Linked DNA regions of Mus musculus: all the other regions are linked to region 6. Evidence: chromatin contacts called from public Hi-C, HiCAR-type, HiChIP or PLAC-seq and promoter capture Hi-C data. All regions are on one chromosome and are shown on one strand. Each heading gives the region's core, a stretch centred on a gene start, on an enhancer-like site or on the middle of the called end of the contact. The rest is flanking DNA. Distances are from core to core; before and after follow the strand shown.

Region 1 (2,700 bases), core at 110-2,609, 730 kb before region 6:
CTCCTATGCTCTCTAAACATGGCATGGAATAACTATTCAGGAAATTTAGAGGCTGTAACATGAGTCTCAATACGAGCTCGAGGACAAAGAGTACCTGTGGTCTGAACCTACCTACAGTGGTAGCATACAGCCAGTTGTTCCAGAAATTCTTGTAATTGTGGAAAGATAGAGTATGTCTTTACACCCAAGTAGAACGACAAATGTTTCTTTCCAACTAGCAAAATCTGTTAACACTGATCTTTCCCTAAATTGTACACTTATTTCATTAATGTTATCAGCAAATATATGCCTTTTCTATTTTAAAAACATATACTTTATCGTTTAAAATATCCAAATGAATTGTAGTTCTGTGCATGTAGGTAGTTAACTTATTTTTAATAAATACAAATATAGCCTTCTTGTCATTATTAACTATGGTTTGCGGTGACCTCTTTCCAGTCCCACTTTAGAGTCTTCCCCAGAGTGTATCCTCATGTGCTTTCTCCTGACAGCCTCTGTTGACTTATTCCCTGAAATGAGCCAAATTTAGGACTATGTAAGGATATATCTGTACAAGTTCTATTTAGGAATTTATTAATGTTTAAGTTAACTAATATTCAGTTATCCAAGTTTTGAGACCCTAGCCATTCACAAACCTTGAATATAAAGCAAAGGAGTTTCTAGGAACAATGATACATGTTACCAAAAAATGGAATAAATCTGTTATGAAACAGCATAAATGACCAAAAACAATATAAGTAATCAGATAAAAAAAAAACTAACCACATTGTATATTCCCATGTAAAACTGAAGAAATTCTATTAAGGATAAGAAATATTCTCAGAATTTCAACAGAAAGCTTGCAGCTGGATGTATGTTGTGCATAGATCATCTTTACTTATTTATTATACAATCTCATCTTATTTCTTTTTGAATATTTCCCTAGATATTTTTCCCTTATGTCTGAAAGCTTTCATCTTCTGTGTTTTTCACTGGCATTATTCTTATGCCACATGTCTGCACACATCCACACGTGCACACACTCACAAACACATGCACACATGCACACACACATGTGCACACATAGCACATCAAAGTAGATGCTATGACTGGATGAGGCCGGGTATGTCTTCAAAGTCAGTTTGACTTTATTTATATAGGCTGCTCAGGATTACCAGACAAGCCTAGATTTCTAGAAAATGCCAAAGAAGAGACAAGAAAACAGACTGGACTGCATTTCTTCTTAGACCCCTAACCCACAAGCTCTTGCTGAGACCATGGCAGAAGTAAGTAGCAGGTCTGACTACTAGGGAGTTACAGCCAATGACAGAACTACTGTTATGTCAGGCAATTCTAGATGACTGTATTTGGCTGAATGATGAAGTAGCAACTGCTGGAAATAATAATAGGCCTTAAAATAGCAAAAATTCCTGAATGACTATATCAGGGAGTGACCAATTTCTATCATGTGTTGATGTCAATTTAGTACAAGGATATTCCCCAGAGAAAAAAGAAATGAGATTCCAGGCTTGCCGTTCTGTTTTTTTTTTTTTTTTTTTTTCTTTTATTTTTCCTTCAAGTGATTTAAACTACATAAAATCCCCTTCCAGGATCAGCTATGGAGCATACTGGGAATGTCAAAAGGCCAAATGACAGGAAATGCCTTGTGTATGTATAATAAGGAATCAGGTTACTTTCCACACTTAATGTTTGTATGTGTGTCTGTCTATCTATCTGTGTGTGTCACTGTGTCTCTATAAGCCTGTATACACACACACACACACACACACACACACACACACACATATTATGAGTGCATGAAATGGAAAACAATGATTCATTTAGTACCTTGAAAATAAATGGAAAATTCCTTTACCTGAAATTTAAACTCTTGAGGGTAGAAGGATTAAAGAATGGAGAGTTCAAGGCCATTTTGTTACTTAGAGGCAGCCAAAGACACTTGACTCCTTGTCACATATTAAAAAGCAAATTGAAACATTATCTAAGATCATGAATCCTGAACTTCTACCAGCCACCATTTCTCAGTTCCTTTGTCTGTTTCCTTGAAAAGAAGTGTGCAGGTATAATAGAGATGGATATGGAAGTGTAATAGATATGAATCAGCTAACATATGTTCTTCACTCCTGTGACTCAATAGACAAAAATCCATAAAGCCAGGCTCGATCAGCAGGAAAAAAAAAGACAGTTATCTTTCAAAAATAGGCAGACAACAATCCTGTTACCACCTGATGGACATAAGCTAAAACAGGCTCAAAGGTTTGGATTTCCATGTGTTCTTGAAAATATTGAATCATTTGCAAATGTGTAAAATTAGAAAAGTCTTATTTTAAAGGCCTGGTTGATTTTTTTCTATGAAAAGAAAAATTCACACCACTGTATGCCTACTTGGGAACATTTGTCTGACACTGTACAGTGGACAGAGCAAGCCATCTTGTCTTTACCTCCTCGGTTGCCTTATACCAAGTGTCCCTTAGTGTTCCCACTGCATCCTCAGTGGAGTTGAGAAGCTGGAGCTGAGAGCATCAATTGCAAAAGTTAAGAAATACATAAAAGGGAAAATTAGAGTTTCTTACCCAATGAAAAAATATTTGATGGTTTCAATAGCTGGAATAAGATATCATTGCCAAAAAAAAAAAAAAATCCTCAAAGGAAAAGGGTTTATTTCATCTTAAACTTCCCAAGGTAATAGTCCATCACAGA
Region 2 (2,700 bases), core at 83-2,582, 680 kb after region 6:
CAAGATCTCTTTGTCTGCAAACAGTGCAATTCTGAAAATATCAAGGCAGGGACTGGGAGTACACGCGTTGACCCTATAAACCAGATTGCAAGAGAAGCTATTTTCATTTGAGAAAGCTTAAATTTGGTGGCCTTAAATAGATCTCTCTCTCTCTCTCTCTCTCTCTCTCTCTCTCTCTCTCTCTCTCCCTTTGGTCTGAATAATTTTGGTTTTAAAGCTCAAATAATATTGCAGGGTGAGAATAAAACAAACCACCCAAAATGACAAAACCTAAGGCTACAGATACGAGCACGGGGCACATATTCTGTTCTCTGTGGTCACGATCGGTATTGATCTCACTATTGTAAATAATTTCACCACACCCGGCTTCTTTATGGGGTATACTTACTGATCGCCTCCACAAACCGCTCAAAGAAACTGTAAGGGAAGAGCGGTTCAGACAGCTCCCGGAAAAACATCTTCAGTGCTCCGGTGACGACGTGGATGTCCTCCCACTGGCTGTCATCCAAATTCAGCTTCTCTTCTGGGAAAACACGAGGAGAAATGGAACAACTGGTTTTAATGAAACAATTACAAGACACTAATTATTATGTTAATGTTTGCCTACTATCATCAGCAACCGTTAACAGCCTTCTGCACCTAGAGGTTTGGTGCTGTGCATGAATTTTTTTTTCTTCCCGTTTTCTGTAGGAAGGGAACATTTTCAATGGAATACCATCTGTAGGAATGCAGCTAACAAAAAACAAGGGACACAAAGAGACAGTACCATTGACACAGTATGTCAGATACGGTTATTCCCATAATGCATCAGTATGAAAATTAGCATCACAGCGCAACATGATTCAAAGCTATTTGGTTTTGAGGCCGAGGGGCTAAGAGTTGCCAGCGATGGCTGGCTCAAGGGACAGGCCTGAAGGCCTTGCTGAGCCAACAGGAGACATATGCTAAACATGGCAATAGAAAACGAGTTATTGCTTTACATGTGTTAGCCTTGCTATGTACAAGGGAATAATGGCTAACAATTTTATTTTTCTTTCTCTTTCTGTCTCTCTCTCTCTCGGTTTGACTCTCTCTCTCTCCCTCTCTCTCTCTCTCTCTCTCTCTCTCTCTCTCTCTCTCTCTCTCTCTCTTCTCCTGAATGTAAAGTCAGCAAGGAATAGAATATGGAGGAGAAAGTAAATTAATTCCTTCTTACTGCTTCAGAAATATTTTTCTTCAGTTTTCATCTCAGTGAGAAAAATGTGCCCAGCAACAATATTAGACAGACCCCTGTTGGCCTATGCAGGCTATGCAAAGCTGCCAAAATGATAACAAACCACAAATGCTAACCAACTCTTTGGAAGTAACAAAAATATTTGCTTGGGAAGCCTGAGTGAGTTGCCACAGCGACACACTAAAGAACTTTGATGCCAACATGAATGCTCAGTAGCAAGCGAGTGTGCTAGGTGCCTCTCAGGATCCGTTGACTGTCAGTAGGGAGATCTGAGATCATTCTCAGACACAAGGGATGATTGTTGTCTAGAAGTGGCATCTTTACATATAATTAAGAGGATGCAAGTTACTATGGCATTTCTGCTCATCTATAAAATAAGCAACATAGAAGTGATTTTTGATTTTGGACTTAAGGAAGCACAAAGTTATCAGTTACAATACAGTTAATTGAAAATTCTTGTAAGAGCTTATAGGTATTTGGCTAACTGGAACTTTTTCTCTGTTTTGATGCTGTCTGAGCTCATAGTCACAAGCCCCCCTCCCGCAGTGTGAGCTCTATGAGTGTCTAGGAGCAGTTTGCACCAAAGTGGGGGTGGGGGGAGAGAAGTAAGGGAAGCTGAGAAGTGTCACCGTGGGGGATTCTCTGCAGGAACTGTTTTGCTAATAGTGTTCATATCCTTTTAAAAATATTAGCCCACACCACTATCAGATTTATTTTTTTCGAGTGGACTATTATTTTCGGTGTTTGTATGTTAAGTTGCCGCTCAGTAGTTTGTCTGTGAAAGGGGGATGAGGTGGGCCCGTTTATGCCCCAGGGTTCTCTCCCTCTTCCTTTCAATCATAACACACTAATATGACTCCCAACAAAATCATCAGAGGAGACCTTCTCCCTGCCCTGCAATCATTTTGATTGATTGTGTTTCAACAATTAGTCTTTTCTTTGGCTGTGCACTATTGAAATAGGCCGACAGCATCTTAGCAGGCCAGCTTTAAACAGTCAACTGTTAACAATAGCATCAAAAAGGGAGACCTGATGGGGTTTACTGTCACTTTAAAGAACGAGGTTTTCACATTGTTGAAATCTGTCAGATATTTTGAAATGTCCCTCTCCCTATGGCGCCACACCCCCTGCGTGCCCTTATAATAAAATTGGTTTTACTCCTGATTAAATCATTTTCTCCCTACCCACTACCATACTTCTCATAATGGACCTGTGCGCTCTACAGCTGGTGTTCTTCCCATGGTACCAATTCTTACTTTATCTTTTAAGCACTTCGCTGCTAAGATCTCATGCAGAGTGCTTATGTTTTGTTAAGAGCTTCATTCTTAGAGAAATAGTTTAACACATGTTCTAAAAATGTTGTACAACTTATTGCTTAAAACACATTTAGAAAATGTATCAGTACTGTAGCTTTGGCACTGAACTTTAAGTGGAAACCTAAACACACACACACACACACACACGCGCACACACACACACACACACAC
Region 3 (2,799 bases), core at 269-2,768, 760 kb after region 6:
GAAAACAAATTCCAACACAGTTTAATATGAATCACGACTTTCCTTAAGCCTCGTTTTAAATATGAATATCTTTAAAATACAATGTAAAGTGAAATACCTTTTTACTTATTGTCTAAGGCTCATAATATTATATTTTAGATGTATTTGAAGTGTATGTTGTCTTGGGCTGCAGAGTGAACTGCAACCACTGAAATGCCTCAGAGTCCCAAGCTTTTGTAAGTTGAAGCTGCAGCCTTGGTATTTTGGAAATTTCTGCAGAAATGTACTTTTTTTTTTAATTTTTAAAATTTTTAAAAAATTCAGTAATCAAAAAATTTGAAACAGTAGTGTGGATTGGATATATATATTACATGGGAACAAATGAAATGCACTATAGTGTTTAAAGAAAGCAGACTTATCCTAAATGAATGACCCATTTTCCTTTGGGACAAAAGCAGGGTGTGTTGGTGATAGAGATGGAGAGGATAATTCAGACCTGTGCCACTTCTGCGGTTGGGTAACTGAGTCATAGCTGAGAAACTGTTTGTGGCTTCAGCTAGAAACCAGAGAGTGAGGGGGAGTGAAGTAAAACATATTAGATGTAGTACGGATGTAATGACACAGCTTCTAAGCCCTTGAGATTCAGAGATATGAATATCATCTATCTTGCAAATAATAACAATCTCCGACCTTAGTGGCTCCTCCTTTGAATGGGTTCTGCCCTCTGCTATCATACTTTTAAAGTTTTGTAAGTCGAGAGAAAAATGACAAAGTGCATATTAGAAAGCAGAGCATTTCATTAAAAAAATAATCTGGAACCTATCAGTGAAGTTCAGTAGTTATAAATTATCTAGGTTCAGACTTGATTAGCTCTCCCAGGAATGGCTCACAGAATGGTAACCTTGAAATCCTGAGAGAGCATTATCTGAATTGGAGTTATTCACGTGTCAGTCCTTTTTTACTCTAAGAACTTTGAAAGTTTTGCCAAACCAAACCAATGTAAATTGGTGGCTTTGGACATCCTTTTCATGACCACATTATCCTTGCTGGACTGGGAACTACTCATTTTGGAAACAAAGTTAGACTTGGTATGAGTTTTAAATGAGTGGTGTCTTCAAGGTGCCCACACTGTGCTTTGGTGAAGGTTGAGACAAATTACTCTGAGAGTGAGCTCTTTTTCAGTAAATACCATGAGTGGATGCAGCCTGAGGGGTTTGTTTGCTGTGCTAGGAATACATTGGGAAGATGATGAGACCAAGTCAACGAACGCACTTTTGTTTAAAACAAACCAGACCGGAATGAAGAGGATTGCAAAGATTTCTCAGAAGAGAAGAACCACATTCTCTGAAGTATCCTTTGCTTACTCAACAGCTGACATTTCACGTTTCAGAACAACGCTGACCTTTGGTGCAAGTTGCTGGGTGTTGCTGCAGGGGATTTAAAAATGTTGTTCCCTCGTTTTCTCTACTGAAGAAGCCTAAGCCTGAGTAGACTTAGTTCAGCCACAGAGCTGGCAAGGCCCTGAGGAGGAGGGGCTGGTTTCCTTTAGTCTTAAGTCACAGCCATGTGGCAAGTTCAGCAAGGACAGAGCCAGCAGCACTCACACCCCATTGTGATTCTCTCTTGCCTTCAAGGTTTAAGAATTGTTTTTGATCCATAAATGTTTCTGAATGGTACTTTGTAAAAAAATTATCTCATCACAACGGCTGTTGTTCTGTTTCATAACTGATGGCATGAATATTTGTTTCAGTTTCATAAGGCTTTTACTTTCTCTGAGATCAAGTGGATGATTTTGGAGAAATTGTCTTTTTCCTTTCTCAAGGATTTATTTTAAATTATCATTGAATTGAGCACCAAAATCTCTCTAAGAAACGCTCTACACCTGGGACTTTTCAGACTCATGTTGTTTTTGTTCTATTGCTTAAAACCTGTGTTTTTCTACTGCCCCTTTCCACTGCTTCCTTATTGCACTAAGGAATAAGCCCAGATGAAACCATTGTGCATGGTAGACAAGCACTCTGTGGCTAAATGATGGCCTTAGCTCCCTGTCCTCTGTTCATAGAATTTCTTTATTATGGTTGTTATTCAATTATCTAGTTGCTCCTGTGATTAAAAGACAGAATTAACTAAACAGTAGGCATGTGTACTGTTGTACAGGTTGTACATCCATCTGAAAATCTGGAATCTGAAATGTACCAAAGCCTGAAATTCAACATAGAGCTTCAAATGAATTCATAGGTGAAGTTCCATGCCACCTATGCACCTACCCTCAGACCACATGTTATACAAAACATAACTATGTCCCAAGTGCAGGCTTGGGTCTCTTCATCATGATATCTATCCTATGAGCAAATTTTCTCAAGCCTCCAAATAGTCAGAAATCAGAAACAAGTTTCTCCTTAACTATTTTACATGAGGAATAATCTATATCTGGACAGATACCTTTTATTTTCTCAAAGCTGAGTGCTCGCTTTCTGTAGGGCCAGTGGTTGGTGAGTATACTTCTCCCAGCTACACAACTGAGGAATTAACTGTATAGAGAGCATGTTATGTTTTTCTTTCCTTTTCTTCTTCTTTTTTTAATGTTGTGTTTTTTTCTAAGTCAAAACTTTTGTTGTAGAGCACAAGGGAGCTTGGTTCTTCACCACCCTCCACTTAGAAGGCCCTGTCTTCAGAGGCCCCTTCCCAGCATGAGATGCACATGAGGACTAGTGTTACCTGAGTGGAGTTGATGCTATAATTCAGTGAGCTGCTTTATCTTCTGACCTTTTGCCGATTTCTGCTTACTATATGTGTTGACTCAAAATTAGGATATTCTGT
Region 4 (2,700 bases), core at 185-2,684, 680 kb before region 6:
AACTGCACTTCACAGTTGGTCAAGAGAAGCCACTTGTACTGTGATGAAACAGAAAAACAACAGTTTTTTTTTCTTTCCTTACTGTAAACCACATTAAAAATGACATTAGGAGATAATAGAATGTATTAATCAGAAAAAAAACATTGCACTGGTGAAATTTTAGTATCAAATGAGGCAGTCACTCTAAAATCTGAAAAATATCGTGAATATGTTGACAATTTCAGAGAAATATCCATTTGAAAATAAACTACCCCAATAATAACTGCATGAATAAAAAGAGAAAGAATAACAGAGAACCTTGAGTTCTGAGCTCTTCCCAGTATAGGAGCAGAACTCTAAGGAAGAAGGAAAAGAATTTACAGAGCATTTAATGAAATGGGTATAATGGATGTAGGTTATATTCTGACACAAAACTTGACAAAAACTATTCCAGCTTTTGCTCTCAAAGAAAAGCTTCTGGGTTATGATGGAACTTGGTGTTATATTCTGCAATTCTCTCTGTAGTCTCTCCTTTAAAAAGTGAGTAGTCATTCCTAAGGAAAAGTCACACAGTGGTCAGATGGCACGCTCCATAAATTTTAAAAATTACTGGAAATGTACAGTGTGCATGCCTTCTGTTTTCTTCTCTTCCATTCTGTCTTCCTGGAAACTCCTTTGAATTAAACTGTGGTGGAGAATTTGGAGGATAAAGGGGGTCTGTTCTTTTAGGGGGAAAACATTATAGTATAGTTTTGAGAGAGAGAGAGAGAGAGAGAGAGAGAGAGAGAGAGAGAGAGAGAAGGAGAGAGTTCCAAGGAGAGAGAGGGAGGGGTGGGAGAGGTGGGAGGGAGAGGGAGAAAACAGAGACTGAAGGAGGAACAGTTGACTTGAAACCAAATTCTTATTAAGAAGTATGTATTAAGAGAAAGGAGGAAATAGAAAGGCAAAGACTCATCTGCATGATCCTAGTTAAGGGCCTTATGGAGGAGACAGCTTAAGTTATCTCAAAAAACTGGTGGGTTGCCCTGCTTGGCTGAGTTTGAATTGAATGTTCCCAAAGTAACATTTCACAAATAGGATTGCCCTTCCATTTCACACTGCTCGTTCTCGAAATAGCAACACCATTTAGCAATATTTCATATCAAGACAATTACATTGTAGAAATATTGTAGTCTTAGTGCTTCATTAAAATTAAAAAAAGTTAAATCCCTGTTTTGTTGAGCACAAGAAATGAATAGTAAATATTGATTTAGAATGAATGCAAACATTTCTCTAGGAGTGGATAATTACTGCCTTTCTATGCAAAACACTTAGATTTGAAGAAGCACTTCACTTACTTTGCCATGCAGTATACATTCTTTAGTACATTTTAAATTATACGTTGTCCTGGACAGTGTCTGCTCTATAATTTCTTGTGTCTCTACACCAGAGTCAGTATGTAATTTTAAACTACAAAGTTTGTGCCAACTAGGAGAATAGGCTTAACTCTTTCTCTTTGCTGGGCTCACAAATCCTCACATGAAGAGAGCTGAAAATCCAGATGAATGATCTCAAGCCCTGAGCACTTCATTCTTTTCTTTTGGGTTAACACAAATGCCACTGGTAACTGGTCACAGTCATAAAAACTTCAGCCCAAATACAGCATAAACTTATAAAATAAGGCTCAGACAATGCAAAAGACACAGAATAAATCATAAACATTAGGGATTTAGGATAAATTAAAATCTGCTTGTCTTTGTTAAATTACAGTCTCTTTTTAATTTTTTAAATTTTGAGATACTACAGTTATGTCACTTTAGTGCCCTTTTCCTCCCTCCAGAATCTCTCATATATGCCTCTTTGATCATTTTCAAATTCATGGCCCCCCTTCTCACTAGTTTTTATTATATGCATATATATATATATATATATATATATATATATATATATATATATATATATATATATGAGAAACCATTTGTGTATATAAAACTAAATAAGGGATCATTACACTTAGAATATGTTTCTTGTTTAAACTTTTCACTATTATTTTCCAGATAGCTAGAGAAAAGGCACTGATAAAATCATAGAAAGGAATAGATTATAATTACTTCAGTAGCATGTAGGTAAACAGTGAGTTCATTACTAAATTAATGTTGAAGTAATTTCTGAGTTAATGAATGCAGAAATAATAAATATAACAGTTATTAAAACCATTTTTAAAATCCTCCAGTAGTTGTTTAAAGTTCATGATGTAATGTTAAAATAGAAAGAGCAATGTAAATAAAATAAAAGCCAAGTGCGAAATGTGGACAGCACCGACGTTAGGATGAAGCAGAATGACTCCTTCACAGCATCCTAACTTTCTGACTGTGGGATTAAGTCCCATTTATTCACTCTGATTTCAATCTGAATGTAGCTTTCAATCTTTTGGGTATGTTAAAGTTTTACAACATATAAAAATAAGATCTAAGACAAGCAGCAATATTTTGATGAGACTATAAACTGTGTATGTCCTTGAAAAAGACAGATGAAGGATTAGCAAACTCTTGTGTCATCAAGCAGTGTCATTCTGCATCCCCTACACTCTTATGCTTATAACCAGTCCCTTCCAGATCTCACCTAGAAGGATGTGCCTGCCCCTGCACTGGTAAGGAGTGGGGTCATTAAAAACAACATTTTCAGGACCTTATCCAGAGGATCTGTGTGATCCAATGAGGCTCAAATAAAACCAGGTAAACT
Region 5 (2,700 bases), core at 69-2,568, 650 kb after region 6:
ACATCCTCATGCCCAGAGCCTGATTCTCAGGTTCTGACAGGAGAAACTAGATGGGAGACTTTCATGCTTGACATAAAAACACCTACTACATCACTTTCAAAGAACCATGAAGTCTCCTGAATGGAGAAAAGCTTTTTTTTTTCTTTTCTGAAACAAGGTCTCACTGTGTAGTTCTGACTGGTATGAAACTCGCCCTGTGTACCAAAGTGGCCTTGAACTCACAAAATATTCACCTTTCTCTGCTTCTCAAGTGCTGGGATTTATATGTATATATCACCAAATCCAGCATATTTGTTAATTAAATGTAAAAGAAAAATAGGCTTTTCACACATAAGCTTTTCTTAACCCTGCATTTAAACTATTAGGATATGCCCTTTAAATTTCAACATTTACATTTTTCTGCACATGCCTATAAATTATTAGGACAGTTTCTGCATTCTATGGATATTTCACAATAACTCTTAAGTAAGGCATAGAAGAAGCTCAAATAAAGAAATCAAGAGACAGGAAGCCATCTAAGTAGTAGGGCAAAATGTAGATTTTTTTTTTGTCCTTTTGTTACAGAGCCTCAAATACTGTAAGTGTCTAGCCTTATGCAGATGTAGAAGACTCCTATAGAGTTTAACAATATGAGTAGGGAACCATGTAGTTTAATTATACATGCAGGGAACCATGTAGGTTTTGGAGCACCAATCCTCTGAGTGGAGGGATATTTTGAGGATTAATGCATAGTCTTCTTGGGCTGTAGATTCATATAACTATTTTGAAAACAGTGACCCCCCCCCACACACAGATAATGAAGAGGGATGTGTGCATGAAAACATGGGACCCATTTTCCCCCTTTTACATCAATGAGAACCGTTGGGCATGGTTAGTCTTTCAAGAGAGAGTTATACCTTACATAAAAAAAAAAAAAAAAGTACAGTGCAAATCTTGGATGGCTATGCTTGATATCACCAGTTATTTGGCAACTTTATTAAAAGTTAACATGACACAAATATGATGTACATTAGCAAACTGAGATAAAAGAGTTCTGACGGACAGAATAAGAGCAGAATTAAAGATGGATTGTTTTCCCCAAATGATTTCTCCCTGGCTTGTCCTCTTATAGTTACGGCTTGGAACGCCTTCTTTGTTTATAACTCAATGATTCACATACAGGCAGCACTGCAGTACCACATAAAATAACTATAATAATTTGGTGTAATTGGAGAAGAATGTGTTTTTGCAGAATGAACGGAACAACCGGGTCTTTAAACGCGTTCCTCCTGTTATCCCTCAGTCAGCACTGCGATGGGAGCCGGTTCTAAGTATACCCTCAGCAGAGAGCCGCTGTCTGTCTCTCTTAAAAACTCTTGGGTGATCTCCTCATTAGCCGTGCTCAACTGATTGCTTTAAAATAAGAACTGAGGTTTCCCATCTCGTCAAGTGGAAGCTAATTTCCTCTTTTACACATCTACACACACGTGTGTTACAACCACCACGTGGATTGTATATGCTGTACTGTAACATACTCTAGCTGTTCAAATCTGGGCTAGCTTGGTTCGTTAGCACGCTAGCATTGATTATTTTTTTTTTTTTTTCCACCTTGTGATTTTTTTTCCTCTTAACATTCCTGAAGGTGAATTCAAATACCGTGTTTTCTTTTACAGATTGAATCTGGTTTTGAAGTTTTAAGAAGTCGCTAGACAAATTCCGACATCCAAGATATAAAGTTTTACTTGGGGCGGGGGGGGGGGCGGGGGGGGGCACAGAGGGAGAAGAGTAGCAAAAGAGTAGGTGGGAGAAAATGAACTCAGCCTGAGGAAACTGATTACTTTTTATCTTGTGCCAATCTCTTTCCTTTTCCCTTTCTAGTCGAAGTCAAAGGAATCTAATTTGGATTGACCAATAACTGTGTGAATATGAAACTTCAGTGTGTGGCCGGCGTGTCTATTACATTATGCTACTCTGCAGTAGACACACAGGTTTCAGATTCCCCTGCGATCCAGCGGGTGAGTGTCTTCCTCCTCCAGTCTCCCGGATAGACAACGCAAAGTATAGCTAGTTGTCATATACAGACCTGAAAAATTGTTCCCAGCGTATATAATTCCCAGACCAGGCATTACACAACCAGAGTTTAAAATGTCACATGTAAATCATCCAGAGTTAAGCTGCTTAGGAAACACAAACCATTCTCTAAGGACATATGAGACTAGAACTTCAGAAGATGCTGTCTCACTGTGGGATGGCAGAAAACAGCGGCTCGCAGACCACCCTGGTGTGTAGTAATCAACAATGCAGTGGCCCACTTTATAAAGGCGTCAGACAGTCTGTAAGCAAAAAGGCAGGGCCTCCAACTGAGACAGGCCCTGCTAATAAGTGGCTTCAAGTAAAAAAGAAGAAGAAAGCCAGCTTTTAGCATATGCAACAGGTCGGATCATGGACTTCTTTTTTCCTTTTGCCAACTACCTTCTTTCACACAGAACAGCTCCATCATGAGCCTTGTTCCCAACACAGGGGGCCCCACATGTTCTTACCCCCACTTCTCTCATAGCCCTCGGTACCCTGCCCATTCCTTTGCTGGGCTGTGAATCCTCGGAGAACAGCACTGGGGACTGTCTGTCTTGTCTCTCTTTTCCCCTTTAATGCTTTCTTAAGAAGTTATTCAAAACACAGTCAGCACACGTTGCCGAGTTCCAGCACTGATCGTAGCTCCCT
Region 6 (2,700 bases), core at 178-2,677:
GTATGTGAGACAGGTCTTGGGAAATCTGGGCATATTGGCTAGGCAACTCATTTTCTCTGGACTTCAGATCTTAATCAGCAAAATAATAATAAAGACTCCCGGTGATCTTAAGTATACAATTCATGTATAAAATTATGGCTTTTTCCAGATTGATGAATAATAGTAGGCTTTGGGCTTTTCCCCAATATTTTATTCTGTGAAAAAGGATTTACTAGATCCATTTGCCATTTGGAATTCTCATTTTCAGCTTTCTGCATTCACTTTTTTTGTGTTTCCCAATTTGTGTAAAAGTAGATGGACAGATGGTTTATTAGGCTTTTTAAATGCTCGGGATACTGTTGTTCAAGTCAACAGAGGTTTTAAGCTTTGGAGGTCCACATAGAGTGTGGGCTTTGTTTAGAACAGAAGATCGTTTTCACTGTTCAATTTAAGGATAACAATGTTTTCTCACATAACTTTAAGCAACTTGTGGTTGTAACTCCAAAGGCCTAATCAGGCTCTGTTATTTTGGTATGCTTAATGCATTTCTGCACTACAGTCTGTTCCAAGTTGTAGCTTTAAAAATGAAGTTACCAGATAAAAGCATAGACCTACCGTTGCATGTTCTGTCTTTGCATGAATCATTTAATCCACAACGTGATCCCAAATACGAAATCACTAATTCAGACTCACAGAAATGTAAGGGAGATAAATTCCTATTTTTAATAGAAACCATTTAGACTTTCTTGGATTCTTTCTGACTTTTAATTGCTCTGTAGCTGCTCTTGTGGGGACCGCAGATATGTTATTATTAATACTCTAAGATGCATCTGTAATACGTATAGTCTCGACAGCCAAAAGGCTGCATATAAGTTAAGTACAGGAAACGCCAGCATCGGCTAGGAGAGGTCCCGCAAGAATTCCGAGGGGGGGGGGGGGGAAAGCGGGGCGTGCTGACCAATACCTGCAGGAGGGTGTGCACTCGCCTTGCGGGGTCCCCGAGGCTTAGGCGCGCCCGGAAGGACAGGGAAGGGGACTACAGGTGCCGGCTAGCCACCTGCCTGAGAACGTGCGAGCCGGTGAGTCAGCCCCCAGACCTCTCAGGGGAAGAGAAGGCCGCAGCGCGAGCGAGCGGAGGCAGCGACCAGAGGAGTGAGAGAGAGTACGGAAAAGCCGAAGGGGCGGCGGGGGCGCTGGCCTGACTGGAAAGCGTACGCGGGGCCCGTGGGCGGAGAGCAGGTGTGAGGAGCCGCGCCACCGTGGAGAGTTCGCCCAGCACCGCGCGTCCTCTGAGTCACCGACTAGGCGTGGAGGCCGCCGTCCGGGGGCGGAGCCTCAGGCTTGTGGGCGGGGAGGGGCGGGGCGAGGGCGGGGCCGGCGCCTGACGCGCCCCAAGGCCGCGGCAGCCGCAGCGGGGAGGGGCTGCGGCCTCGGTGGCGGCCGCGGGGGAGGGGCTCGGCGTCAGCGCGTCGCCAGCTGGGCTGTCGGTGGCCTGGAGGGAGCCGTGGAGGAGGAGGAGGAGAGGAGGAGGAGGAGGAGGAGGTGAGTCGCCTTGGCTGGGAGCTGCGCTGGCCGCGGGAGGCGGGGAGCGCGGCCCCTCCCTCCCGGCGCCCGCCTCGCGGGGCCGCGCCGCGCGGAGTTCCCAGTGGGGCGGCGGCCGCGAGGAGCGGAGGGGGAGGAGGGCGGAGCCGGGGCCGCGCTTCCCGGGCGCACGCGCGGCCTCCTGCTCTGCCCGGCCGCGCTGTGGCCCCGGGCGATGCTTTTCCCTAGCGCGGAGCTTGGGAAGGGCAGAGTCCAGGCGGACACTGGGACATCGTGCCATGGCTCCCGCGCAGCAAGGCCTGGCCTGCGCTTTCCTACTCGGGATCCACCTCAGGCGGCGAGACCCAACACCTCGCGGCCCCTCATTAGAGGATTCGGCATAGGCCTGATGTTTCCGCAGGATCCCGCCTGACGGGGCTTTCTAAAGCGAGGAAGGGCTCTTGGAGTTAATAAGTCTTTACAACTAACCGAACGACAGCAAAGTTGCATTAATAAATCAGTTTAACCCTCGATCTCGCGATAGGCAGCGTCTGCACCCCAATTCCCACTTCGCGGGGCTCGTGCAACTTTTACAGTCGTAGAACTACCCCTCATTGGATAAGCTTTGAAATAATTCTTAAAGTTAGTGCCTTGAGGCCCTGGGAAGTTCAAAGGAAAGGGCTTACATTTTCCCTCCCATCTGTATCACAGTTAAGGAAATGGAAAACGTGAATTGAAGGCGATCGTTCTCCACGCTGAGGATCATCGTCCCCTCTGTGCCCAGCTTGCGTGACTTAGCACCCCTGAAGTTGACTTTAAAGCTTACTGTAGTGGTTAGGTAAAGGAACTGCTGTGGGGGAAAAGGCAGTATAACTCAACAGAGCCATTTTATTGTGTCTTATTAACCCGTTTACCTTAAGCTTTATCAGTGACAAGAGTTTCATGTTGGAACCCACATACCCAGTGAGATACTGAATTTTCATTAGTACATTCCAGGTTTTGATGTGAAATAGATTCTCAGCTTCAACTGAGAAGAATTATACACTGTTGTCCTTAGGGTCTTGTTCTGTATTTAATGAAACAGTTTAATATTGAGGATTGGGGAAACACATTTTGAATCAGGATACTCCGACAAACTTAAACCATACCTACGAATACACTTTATAGCAACACAGTGTCTTTACTTCTGTTCTGAAATCA
Region 7 (2,700 bases), core at 168-2,667, 700 kb after region 6:
GCCCAAACAGAATATTGAAATTGTGTAGTTTATGTAAAACTTAAAATAAATAGATTTACACTTCCCTTTAGATCCAGAAATACACGAAAAGTTGCAAAGCAGCTCACAACAAAGCAATTGACAAGAAAGATAGCATCTGCTTTTCTGTCTATTCAAGCTGAAGTTTTTCATTTGGAATGCAAGCAGTGCTTCCCAAGTTAACATAATTAACTCATGACAATCCAGAAGCATCATAATATAAGATGCAGATGGAAATTCAAAGCTGCAGAAATGTCAGTTCGGTGCGTCAGGATTATCACTTTTTTAAAAAAGTGAACAAACCATCATGCCAATTAAAACAGGTGTTTTTTGTTTTTTAAATTTCAAACCCCTTTGTCTGTTATGAAATCACAAGCAGGGTTATTTATTTATTAGTCTGCTGTGAAACGCGCATCTTAGAAAAAAAGGAGATCTGTGAAAACAACAAAGTAAGAAGATGAAAAGAACGACACTCAGCATTGGTTTCTGACACAATAGAGGACCAGTCGCTCAATTAGTTAGTAATTTCCATGTGACTACTTGACAGAATCTACTAATTGTTAATCTTCCACTAACTATTGCTTTACATAATTAATTATATTCAAATACAAACAACAAAGACATGTTGGCCAGTTGCCCTTTTGAGATTTTTTTTTTCCTGCAAACTGCCTCTGCTTACTGACAATATTTCTAGGAAGAAAAGATATTAATCTCACAGGAGAACACATATTAAAATAAATCAGCAGACTCTGTCCTTTACCTTGCTTATAAAGTAAACCACTCCACAAAGACAGAATAAAAACCAAACCAGAAAACCTCCAAGCTACTGACTGGTCACACAAATCCATTCTTGAAACCCTCCCCAATGGCCCGAGTCCTTTGAGTTGGGATCTTTCATATTAATTGAGAATTGCATAAAATGCAGAGTAACCCATCCAGAGGTCAAGCATCATTCATCATTAGTTGAAGTGACATTTTCAACCCTTCATTTTGCAGCTGGGGAGAAAGGAGGGGGAAAGGTATTCTTTAAAAGAAAAAAAAAAAAAAGAAAGAAAGAAACAGGACAGAGCACAATCCTCACTCTATCCACCGAGAACACAAGGTGCCTCTCTGTCAGTGTGATAACGTGCTTAAAGCTAGCAATGCCTTTCTTCCCTAACCTTGGAGTCACTAAGCACATGACAGCTGCATTCCTCCACTTAGGAGTTCTGCTGGAGATCAGTAGTAACTATTTTAGATGTAAATGAAGCCCTTCAGTGGGGTGGAGAACATAGTTCTTTGAGCTGAAACGATGATTTATATCCAAATCCTGTTTTGTTTGCGAGAGACATTGCAACTTGTTAACAAGGCTCTCCTTGTTCCAGTGGTGTCCTCCAGGCAGAAAAGAAATTCCGGGAAGCTGGGTATGGCCACTTTTGAAACTGCAAAACAGCATTCCAAGAGTGCGTGGCAAATTTACTGGCCAACTTAGGACCTCTGTCACAATAAAAGATTCTCTCTCTCTCTCTCTCTCTCTCTCTCTCTCTCTCTCTCTCTCTCTCTCTCTCTCCCCCCCTCACTTGTTTTTCTCTGAAACGCAAAGGTCACAACAGGAAATGCGAGCAACTAAAGATGAAAAAGCAATCTGAAACAAAAGTCCAGATAGCTGGTATTTAGATGAGCAATAATTCACAGAGCTTTTGATAATGCATAGATGTTTGTAAACTCCTGAGACCACAACTTATCAGAGGTACTTGCTCAAGGAAGGAAAATTTCTTTGGCAAGTGTTCTGAGTCCAAAGATAAGTGTTATGAAATCCACCAGGGACAGAGTCGAATCTGGCTCCTCTGCCAAGCAATCCTCTCAAGTAGGTCAATCTTTGAAGTGTCCTCTCCGATCCTTTGCTACCTGAGACAGAAGAATTGTGGTGCTTAACTCTCTAGCCAAATTAGAATAGTCATGTCAAATAAATGTGGGGTAATTGTCTCTCATGTCTAGGAACATGATATGGCAAATCTGGTCAAAATCTCAGAAGAAAGTCATCTCACAGAGTCCTTGAGAAGTAGTAAAGTCACAAGTAAGTCATGTGTATAGCTATGCTTTGTAGAGATATTTCAAAACTGAAAACATTTAGTATTTCCATGTATAGTAACTTTATAATGTCATTTAGCCACCATGTTTGGGCAGGTTTCTGTCTGTGTGGCGAGGCAGGACAGGTGAAGAAAGGTACAAGGTCACTGGCCCTTTAGGTTTTCACCTGTGGCAGAGCCTACAGTGAGTGGTCCAAACTTTAGGCTTCACCCTAGGAAATGTTTATAGTTTTAACTTGTTCAAAATCATATAACATTTCCAATATTGAAAATTCCTTTACAGAATAGGTTATAAGTTTGGGTACAGATATTTTACATATAAATTGACTATACACACACACACACACGCACATATATGGAGAGAGAGAGAGAGAGAGAGAGAGAGAGAGAAAGAGAGAGAGAGAGAGAATGTTCATGTTCACATATAGTGGTTCAAAAAGAAATTGTCATAAATTGTTGGTGTCTTTTCCATTTCGTTTTTAATTACTCTGATTTGGGCTGAGTGCACAGAGAGATCAAATGGAGGTGTTGAAGAAATAATTAGCTAGATGTTTTAAGAAATTATTTTTAGTGAGTTACCAAACAAATGGGAGCCAATACAATCATGGAATGT

The links. Promoter capture Hi-C pulls out the DNA fragments that hold promoters and counts their contacts. Hi-C and Micro-C count contacts between places; a contact is called where the count stands out from the background. HiCAR-type assays count read pairs that join an accessible place to other places. HiChIP or PLAC-seq counts read pairs in DNA pulled down with a chosen protein or histone mark.
Region 1: a HiCAR-type map of fibro-adipogenic progenitors shows a contact between it and region 6, with 3 times the contacts expected there. The contact joins the enhancer-like site here to the promoter of Gtdc1 in region 6. A contact is called at or near these places in 1 of 39 promoter capture datasets (liver) and 2 of 115 datasets of contacts at active chromatin or transcription factors (bone marrow-derived macrophages and fibro-adipogenic progenitors).
Region 2: a promoter capture Hi-C map of hippocampal neurons shows a contact between it and region 6, with 5 times the contacts expected there. The contact joins the enhancer-like site here to the promoter of Gtdc1 in region 6. A contact is called at or near these places in 5 of 39 promoter capture datasets (the 3T3-L1 cell line, 3T3-L1-derived adipocytes, cranial neural crest and 1 more), 1 of 15 datasets of contacts at CTCF or cohesin (the NIH/3T3 cell line), 1 of 484 Hi-C or Micro-C datasets (cerebral cortex) and 2 of 115 datasets of contacts at active chromatin or transcription factors (heart atrium and neural progenitor cells).
Region 3: a contact with region 6 is called in a Hi-C map of the C2C12 cell line, with 2.7 times the contacts expected there. The contact joins the enhancer-like site here to the promoter of Gtdc1 in region 6. A contact is called at or near these places in 5 of 39 promoter capture datasets (the 3T3-L1 cell line, 3T3-L1-derived adipocytes, embryonic stem cells and 1 more) and 7 of 484 Hi-C or Micro-C datasets (the 3T3-L1 cell line, 3T3-L1-derived adipocytes, the C2C12 cell line and 3 more).
Region 4: a contact with region 6 is called in a promoter capture Hi-C map of 3T3-L1-derived adipocytes, with 2.9 times the contacts expected there. The contact joins the enhancer-like site here to the promoter of Gtdc1 in region 6. A contact is called at or near these places in 3 of 39 promoter capture datasets (3T3-L1-derived adipocytes, hematopoietic stem and progenitor cells and liver) and 2 of 115 datasets of contacts at active chromatin or transcription factors (fibro-adipogenic progenitors and large pre-B cells).
Region 5: a Hi-C map of uterus shows a contact between it and region 6, with 5 times the contacts expected there. The contact joins the enhancer-like site here to the promoter of Gtdc1 in region 6. A contact is called at or near these places in 4 of 39 promoter capture datasets (the 3T3-L1 cell line, the HPC-7 cell line, cranial neural crest and 1 more), 1 of 15 datasets of contacts at CTCF or cohesin (the NIH/3T3 cell line), 3 of 484 Hi-C or Micro-C datasets (all in uterus) and 5 of 115 datasets of contacts at active chromatin or transcription factors (the SCID.adh cell line, acute myeloid leukemia, bone marrow-derived macrophages and 2 more).
Region 7: an H3K4me3 HiChIP or PLAC-seq map of neural tube shows a contact between it and region 6, with 5 times the contacts expected there. The contact joins the enhancer-like site here to the promoter of Gtdc1 in region 6. A contact is called at or near these places in 5 of 39 promoter capture datasets (the 3T3-L1 cell line, 3T3-L1-derived adipocytes, cranial neural crest and 1 more), 1 of 15 datasets of contacts at CTCF or cohesin (the NIH/3T3 cell line) and 4 of 115 datasets of contacts at active chromatin or transcription factors (astrocytes, bone marrow-derived macrophages, embryonic forebrain and 1 more).

What each region holds. Positions count from the first base shown.
Region 1 is chr2:45,654,965-45,657,664 of GRCm38.p6, reverse strand. No RefSeq gene overlaps it. Among named protein-coding and RNA genes, the nearest start is that of 1700019E08Rik, 40 kb to the left of the region's middle. Within about 2 kb of position 1,359, at least 22 of the 459 cell types and tissues checked have an H3K27ac peak or open chromatin away from gene starts, as enhancers often do. A contact at or near this core is called in fibro-adipogenic progenitors, where this site is marked.
Region 2 is chr2:44,240,928-44,243,627 of GRCm38.p6, reverse strand. Arhgap15 (Rho GTPase activating protein 15) reads right to left here. Exons shown (of 14, transcript NM_153820.3): 12 at 389-523. Among named protein-coding and RNA genes, the nearest start is that of Gm52508, 87 kb to the left of the region's middle. Within about 2 kb of position 1,332, at least 23 of the 459 cell types and tissues checked have an H3K27ac peak or open chromatin away from gene starts, as enhancers often do. A contact at or near this core is called in cerebral cortex, hippocampal neurons and neural progenitor cells, where this site is marked.
Region 3 is chr2:44,164,665-44,167,463 of GRCm38.p6, reverse strand. All of the region lies in intron 10 of Arhgap15 (Rho GTPase activating protein 15), which reads right to left. Among named protein-coding and RNA genes, the nearest start is that of Arhgap15os, 100 kb to the right of the region's middle. Within about 2 kb of position 1,518, at least 27 of the 459 cell types and tissues checked have an H3K27ac peak or open chromatin away from gene starts, as enhancers often do. A contact at or near this core is called in the C2C12 cell line and muscle stem cells, where this site is marked.
Region 4 is chr2:45,604,620-45,607,319 of GRCm38.p6, reverse strand. No RefSeq gene overlaps it. Among named protein-coding and RNA genes, the nearest start is that of Gm30848, 33 kb to the right of the region's middle. Within about 2 kb of position 1,434, at least 3 of the 459 cell types and tissues checked have an H3K27ac peak or open chromatin away from gene starts, as enhancers often do. A contact at or near this core is called in 3T3-L1-derived adipocytes, where this site is marked.
Region 5 is chr2:44,271,484-44,274,183 of GRCm38.p6, reverse strand. The region is part of intron 12 of Arhgap15 (Rho GTPase activating protein 15); the gene reads right to left. Among named protein-coding and RNA genes, the nearest start is that of Gm52508, 56 kb to the left of the region's middle. Within about 2 kb of position 1,318, at least 19 of the 459 cell types and tissues checked have an H3K27ac peak or open chromatin away from gene starts, as enhancers often do. A contact at or near this core is called in uterus, where this site is marked.
Region 6 is chr2:44,925,963-44,928,662 of GRCm38.p6, reverse strand. Gtdc1 (glycosyltransferase-like domain containing 1) reads left to right here and starts at 1,427. Exons shown (of 11, transcript NM_001362987.1): 1 at 1,427-1,521.
Region 7 is chr2:44,221,023-44,223,722 of GRCm38.p6, reverse strand. The region is part of intron 11 of Arhgap15 (Rho GTPase activating protein 15); the gene reads right to left. Among named protein-coding and RNA genes, the nearest start is that of Gm52508, 110 kb to the left of the region's middle. Within about 2 kb of position 1,417, at least 38 of the 459 cell types and tissues checked have an H3K27ac peak or open chromatin away from gene starts, as enhancers often do. A contact at or near this core is called in neural tube, where this site is marked.